Regions from separate parts of the Callithrix jacchus genome. Here region 1 is linked to region 2. The links are chromatin contacts, called in public Hi-C maps. All regions are on one chromosome and are shown on one strand. Each heading gives the region's core, a stretch centred on a gene start, on an enhancer-like site or on the middle of the called end of the contact. The rest is flanking DNA. Distances are from core to core; before and after follow the strand shown.

Region 1 (3,490 bases), core at 207-2,706, 140 kb after region 2:
TGGAAGTCAGAGGGGCCAGAGGCACATTCCTGGGCCCAGGAGAGCCTCCAGCCTCCCACAAGTCTCTCCGAAGTCCAGAGAGGCCATACACTTGGTGTAGGGAAGCCGAGAAGTAAGAGTCTCCCAGAAAGGAGGCAGGGTGGCTGACAGGGTGGGGCTCTGCCCAGCTGTGCCGGGAGGGAAAACATCCCAAACAAATGGTGAGCTGTTAACTCAAGAACTGTCCTACAAGGCAACCCCTGGCCCACGGCCCCGTGTATGCTAAATTCTGAGAGAAAAAAGGAGAGAGATGGCAAGGGCAGGGGCGGTGGCCCTGGGGTGTCAGGCCTGTAGCCAAGGCAGGGAACGCCACCACCCTGGGCAATGGGGGTGCTGGAGACAGCGGCGGGCGCCAGGGCGCGCCAGGAGGACGCCGGCGGCCCGGGTAAAGTGCTTGGGAGCGGCGGTCACAGCGCCCAGAGGCCAGGGAAGAGGAGCAGAGGTCCGAGCCGGTGCGCCCCAGCGTGGAACCCTCCTGGGCCGGGAGGGAAGCCGTCCCATCCTGGGCGCTCGCCGTGTCCTCAAGCACCGCCAGTCCTCACTCCGCTCTGGGCCCCACCCAGCCCGCCCCGCGGCCGAGATGGGCCAGGGGCTGGGTGCCGCCTGTCCGCGGCGAGGCCAGAGGCGCGCGGCGTTGAGACGCGAGCGCGGAGTGCGCCGCTCCAGGAGCCACCGCGATTCCCGCCCCCTTCAAGGGCACGCGGGCCGACCCCGGCAGCGCTGCGACCCCTCCCGGCCCGGGCGCCCAGCGCAGGCCCCGCCCGCCATCCTCCGGCCCGCCTGGCCCGCGTCGCCGCCCGGGGCGCCCGGATCGCACCCCGCCCTTGGCCGCCCGCACGCCGTGCCCGGGCGCTCACCCTGCCCGCGCCCTTGGCCGCGCGGCCCCAGTCGGGCGGGAGCGCAGCCCTGCAGCCCCTGCACCCCTCCTGAGCGGTGCCAGCCCGGCCGCACCGCCCCTGCAGCCCGCGCTCCGGCCCCCGGCCCGGCCCGCCTCGGCGCCCCTGCCGCTCTGGCCCCGGGCGCACCCGCGCCCCGCTCACCTGACATCTCGTCCTCGTTCTCCATCTCCTCGGCGAACAGCCGCGGTAGCTCCTCCTCGGTGCCCAGTGGGCCCCGCATGCCCGGCGCGGAAAGAAGGGGAGGTGGGCTCCCCCCCTCCCGCCGGGCGCGGTGCCAGCCTTAACCCGTGCGCTGCCGGACGGGCGCGCGCGGCGGGCGAGGCGGCCTCGGCGAGAAGATGGCGGCCGTCTGCCCCCCCCGCCCCCCAAACCTCCAACCCCCCTGTCTCGACCCCCCTTGCTCTTGGCCGCCTTAGCCCGCTCCGCGCAAAGCCCGGGCGCTCCGCCCACCGCGCCCCGCAGCCCGAGTCCCGCAGCCGGCCGAGGGTGGCGGCGGCAGCGCCGGAGGCACGGCGGCACGGCGGGGGGGCGGCACACATGCCCGGATTGTGACGTCCAGTCTGGTTGCTGTGGCAACCCCATCCCATCGTTCCGGCAGCGCGACTAGTTAACAGCAAAGAACAAGTTGGGAGACTAGTCCTGAGCCGCTGGTCTAGGGTGGGGACCGGGAGGGGGGGCGCCCCGGCAGGGGGAGCCGTCGAGGCGTCCGCGCGCCCGGGGACCCGACGGCCGAGCGGGCAGCCTGGGCTGGGCGAGCCCGGGCACAGGGAGAGGCGGGGAAACGCCGCCCCCGCGCACCCCTGGCAGGGCAAGCAGCCTCCGCCCTCCAGGTCCCGGGTCCCCCAACGGCGCGGAGGGGTGTCCAGGGCAGCTCGCCGCCCGCTCCCCACTGGGTTCACACGCGCAGGGACCCGCCCCGCACCCGGCTCCGGCCTCGGTACGTTCCTGACCTCCTCTCCAAAGAGGATTATAAGAAAAACGTGTTCCACACTTGAGGAAAGGACGGAGACTGTGGGTCTGGTTACTGCAGAAAAATCCGCGCAGGCGGGCTCCCCTCACCCGCTTCCCCGCTCCCACCGCCCACGTGCCATCTTCCAAAAAGCCCCTCCAGGCTGGGTCCAGCTCAAAGCCATGCAGAGCCCTGCCGGCAGTGCGGATCTGCGTCGTCTGTGCCCAAAATTCCCGCTCAGAAGCGACACCTGTCTCGGAGCGAAAGGGACCGCCGCCACCAGTCCTCGGTCGTTAAAGGTGAAGATGGAGGCCAAAGCCCTCGGGAGCAAGACTGGAATTTTAAATGAGCGCCTTCAGTCTCCGCGGCGGCAAGTCTTAGAGCTACCTTAAGAACGCAAAGTTCCAGGGGCCGGCCGGCCGCCAGCTCTCTAACCCCAGAGGGACTCCCTCTCTCACTGCCTCGCAGGGGCATTGGGGGAACCACCTGAGACCAGCGAGATCAGCTGGGCTTGGGGAGCCAAGAGCAGGGAGGAAGTCTCCGCTGGAGCCCCATCCAGACCAGCTCTAACCGCTGCCCCTGTTATGCTGGCATCTCTCCCTGTCCTGCCATCTTTGTAGAGCCGGGCGAGTTGTGCCCACTCGGCCAAGGGTCCCCAGTGCAAGACCTCTTCGGGAGGTCACCACAACCCAAGCCACCGTGAGTCCAGGCCACTGGCCAGAGGCAAAGGATGGCTGGGGAAGGGCAGAGAGAAGGGAGCAGTTCTCCGGTTCTTCCCATCCAATTTAATTGCCAGCAAGCTCCAAACAAAAGACCCTCTGCATTCATTCCTGGGCAAAGAGAGGTCGGTCCAGTCTTCTAGAACCAAAGACTAGGGTGTTGGGAACCCCTCCATCTCCCAGACACCCTTTAACCACGCTGTAGATAGATTAGCCCAGTGCTGGCTGCCCGCAAGGGGAAAGGAACCCTCTGCAGGGAAGCAGGCCAGGAAACCAAACGGCTCCCCTCCCAAGGTTGTTTCCCCACGGAGCAGCTAGCCAGGGGGAGCCCCAGATGAGAGGCTTGAACCAAACCTGCCTCTTCCTCGTTCTTTCCAGACCAACTGTCTCCCTGAATGGTAACCACCTGGGAAGAAACCCCTAAGCTGACATGCACACCCCTGTTACCAGCCCCACAACACCTCTCTAATCCCATCAAAGGTCCCCTGCCCTTCAGTAGAAAAACTCTGACTTACAATATTTCTCATCACCAGAAAGCCGCCCCCATCATTAACCTTGGCTCCAATTCCCAAGGCGAGGCTGAGAAAGTCAAGATATCATTCAAGAAAGAACACTTCTAACTGCTTCATTTGGCAACAAATCAGAGTCAAGATGCTCATCAGTCATAATCCTCTCCCCATCCTGTCCTTCCTGATGACTGCAGCTAGGTAATATTATTTAATGTCCAAAAGCACAAACTGGAATGCTAGAAACAAATGGACGTTTTACTACAAATCTCCAGTCTTTTTAAAGGAGAGCTCTTATTATTGTTAAATATTAAATGGTCATTTTAATTACAATGGCCAAAAATGCATGATGTTAAAAGCAACCCCTAAAAAGGTGAA
Region 2 (3,998 bases), core at 634-3,133:
TTCCATGCACCCGAGGTCTTAGATCACTCTGATGATCTCCAGAAGGCAAAACACGTCATGGGAGAGGCCCAAAGAGCCTCTGGGGTCTGAGGAAGGAGTGGCCACAGCCAGCCGAGAGCCAGGAAGGCTTCGTGGAGAAGGCAGCATGGGCTTGATCTGAACCTTGAAGGCTGTGCAGGATTCAACACGGAGACTGGGAAGCACCTTCCCATAGATACAACAGCCCGAGCCCCAGCTCAGAGGTGTCCACAGAGAACAGGAAATGACAGTTACCCAGCCTGGGCCATCAGGGACATGATAGAGAACGAGGAGAGGCAGACTACAGAGGTGGATGTTGGTGGGGGCCTCAAATGCCAAGCTACAGGGCTCGGATGCATTCAGAGGGCACTGGGGAGCCATCTATGGTGTTTGAGCAGGGCAGGAGTCAGAGATCTGCTCTGGGAAGGAAGCCCGGTAGCAGGAAGTAAGACGGGAGAGAGGCGGATGCAAGGAGACTGATGTCCAGGAAAGGTGCAGAAGGACTGAGCTACCGGAACTGCAGAGAGAATGAAGGGGTACAGGACCTGAGAAAAGGACATCGCAACCACCGGGCTGGCCGCTGATGGGCAGATGCTGAGACAGAGAGGGCCAGAGAGGAGCAGCAGACCCAGGGAAAGAGAGGGCCTCTTTCGGAGCATGTGAGGTGCAGGCCACCCCGACCAGGGTGACATGAGGAACTCACAGAGTGGGCTTGGGCCTTTGGGGGCAGTCCATCCAATTCAGTCGCCAAGCCCTTCCCAGCTAGTCACCCACAGCCAGACACCTCTGGACTCCGCATCCTTTCCCAGCCTCCCACTTCATTTACCTTTCACCCTGCATCTAGGGTGCTGATTTCCTGTCCCGCACCTTCCCCCATGGCAGCCACCACTCTTTGCTCATTTGTCATGGGGGGAGATAGTTCTGCCTCCATTCAAAATCCCACATTCATTGTTTCAATTTATCAGCCAGAAGATGATGTCCTGCTGGGACTTTGCTGGCATCCTGTGACACACAGTGACCCTAGGGGTTGTGACCCTGGGGTTGCGGCTCAGCACTTAGCCTCATCCCAGAGCTCAGCCTTGTTTGGCGTGGTCTCAAAGTATTTCCCAAACGCCAGGTCAGGACATGTGCTGTGGAGAAGGGCTCCTCTGTCTCTGCCTGGAGTAAGCAGCAGTGTGGCATCCACATAGCAGGTTCTGGGGCCCTCCTGCCATGTATGGTACTGGCAGTATCAGATATGCCAATCTGGGGTGTGCCCTGGTGAGGAGAGGAAGAATGTCCTCGTGAGCTGAACAGAGGCCTCTGCAGACGCCCTTGGGCTGTGAGTGGTGGTCCCATACCACGAAGCCCCCAGCCACCCTGCTGCACAGTTTAGAATTGAGTGGGGTGCAGAAGCTGCAGGCTCTGTGTCCCACGCTAAAGTACCAAAGAGTAAGTCCTGCCCCTTTTGACCTGTGGGTCCAAGGCTTTGTGTTTCTGGCACACAGGGTTGGTGGAGGCAGCAAGGGTAGGCCTGAGGGACTGGCAGGACCCCCACCTTGGCCTGTACCCCAACTCTGCACACTAGGAGTGGGCCTTGCCAGGTTGGGGGACTGGCAGGAACCCCCGCCTTGGGCTGCACCCCAACTCTGCGCACCAGGAGGGGGCTTTGCCAGGTTGCAGCACGGAACTGCACTTTCCGAGCTTTTAGGGGAAGAGGCGCTCATGAATAATTCAGCCTCTTTCGCTGAGATGAAAACGCCCTAATAGAACTAATGGACTCGCTGCCTCAAAACACGACTCTGGTGGGACTCATCTCATTCACCAATTGCTTCTGACGTCCTGCAGTGACACTCCCTAATGAAAAAGCTGCGTGCCAGATCCTTAGAGCGTCTAGTGATCCCTAATAAACTAGACTGTGGCCTTTTTAACAAGCAGACGCCCCCAGGAAGGCAGGTGAGTCCTCCCTTCAGCCCCAGGACTGGATGCAGCCGCTACCTTCCCAGGGGAGGTGCTGCTCGGGGGTTCGAATCCCCGGGAATGAGAATAAGAGGAGACAATATTTTGGGATGCTTTTGGCTAATCTGAAATTAGACCCTCTGTGTTTTTTCAAAGCAGAAGACCTCAAAAAAGAGACAGCCCGAGGTAAACCTGGAATGACTGTGATGGATGGGGTGGTGGGCGGTGGCTTCAGCCGGGCAGCATCTCTCGCTTGAGCCTGCTTGCAGCCCAGACCTGCCCCAGGCTGGCTGTTTCCCCGTCTGCTGGAGACTCAGCCATCTAGCTCCCACCTCGTTGTATTCACCGTTGATTAAGATTTAGCATTTTCCAATTTTGCCCAGAGCGCGGTCGGGGAGGTTCGGTCTTGTCTGTGCAGGAAGCACGTGCCAAGGGAGCCGGGGGTGCTTGTTTGGGCGTCGGTTTGCTGATTGTCCTTGGGCGCAAATTCCTTTGTGTTTGCACTGATGCAATGCCGTGCATTGTAGAGCCGCACCCCGGAATGGTAGCAGCTCCCCTTCAGTTTCCGCTTTTGAGAACTTTGGTTGGGCTCTCTGCTCTCTGGACAGGTGTCACCATGCAGAAGTGACAGTCCGGATTCCTTCTCAGTCTCACAATTTGTGCTTTCTTGGCTTTCAGTAAACAAAACGATTCAGAAATTCCAGGTAGAGGAGTCTGAGAGGAGGTAGTGATTCCTACTGACTTAATGAGGTCAACATCTTTCTTTCATTTTTCCGTGTCACAGTGTTAATTCACCTGAATCCCCCTGGGCCTCTGATCTACAGGAATAGATCTGCACAGGGCAGGCCCAGCCCAGGAAAGAACTTGTAGCGGCCACATAATTAGCCATGGCTATTGAGGAGGGGCTCATTTTGCTTGGTACCAGGATGGTGAGGGAGTGTCAGGGCTCAGAGACCCTCACTCTGGAAAGAAGCTGGATTCTGGGATATTTTGAATCAGGTCAGGGGTCACTGCACTCTTGAGTTCAGGAAAAGTGGGGTTCCCGAGGCAGGCACCCGGCACTGGGGCCACTTCCTCCTCCCTGCAGTGTCTCACGGGGGCCCTTCATCCAGGGACCTGATGCTGTTAGAGTCACCTTCGCTGAAAACCAGGAATGGAACCCCGGTGTGAGAGAGTCCAGAGGAGCCGGCCTTTGTCCTCTGTTCCCGGGCACCGCTGGTAATGGGCAGAGCCTCTTGGCCTTTGGCATGCACACATCTTTCTTCCCCCGTGGCAGCCCTCCCAGAGTCATGACCTCTCAGGACCACGGGGAGCCCCCACTGTGCAGGAGGATGCAAGTCCTGGTGTGGGAGCCCCACACATACAAGAGAGGGCCACTTGCAAAGAGCCGGTGGGCCTGAGGCAGGAAGCCAGTCCCACCCCCACCAACTGCCGCCCGGCACTGCCAGGAAATGCCCAGGTGGAGCCCTGGTTGGCCTTTTGGAGCCTGGGCATTGGTTACTCCCACCCACATCCCCAAACTTGGCCCCTCACCATCTTGCCGGGAAGGTGCACATTCTCTGCAGGAGGGGGTGATTATTCACCTCTGTGTTCTCTCCCTTAAGCATTTTCTGGGGAGATTTGGTATCTGTGTGGCTCACTCCTCTAACTCAAGCCTGTGGTCACAAGTTCCTTCCAGCCTTCCTGCTGGCCCCTGGTGGTGGAGTTTTCTCTCCATGGCATTTATCATAATTGGTGTCATCCCACACCCCCTACAAGACTCGCTCCTGGCAGCTTCACCAGCTCCCACCCGGTTATCCAAAGTGTCATCTCACACAGCCCACAGCAGCCTGGTACAACAGGCGTTGTACCCACCTCATAGATGTGGAGGCTGAAGCTGGAAGTGGTCAAGGTACCTGCCTGGGTCACGCCATGAGCAGATGACAACCAGAGCTGCCTCTGTCCAGAAGCTGGGCACTCAGCCACCCTGTCCTCCTGCCCTAGGGCCTTGGCTGTATTTCCAGGTCCAAACCAGACCCGGGTTGCTTTTTGTGGGTAATATC

What was found. Hi-C and Micro-C count contacts between places; a contact is called where the count stands out from the background.
Region 1: a Hi-C map of skeletal muscle shows a contact between it and region 2, with 2.6 times the contacts expected there. The contact joins the promoter of CHD5 here to the promoter of LOC128928314 in region 2. A contact is called at or near these places in 2 of 3 Hi-C or Micro-C datasets (induced pluripotent stem cells and skeletal muscle).

Annotation. Positions count from the first base shown.
Region 1 is chr7:44,072,377-44,075,866 of calJac240_pri, forward strand. It overlaps CHD5 (chromodomain helicase DNA binding protein 5), which reads right to left and starts at 1,457. Exons shown (of 41, transcript XM_078330184.1): 1 at 1,080-1,457. The coding sequence starts at 1,158.
Region 2 is chr7:43,935,798-43,939,795 of calJac240_pri, forward strand. LOC128928314 reads left to right here and starts at 1,884. Exons shown (of 4, transcript XM_078330235.1): 1 at 1,884-2,142. The coding sequence starts at 1,983. All of the region lies in intron 2 of KCNAB2 (voltage-gated potassium channel subunit beta-2), which reads left to right.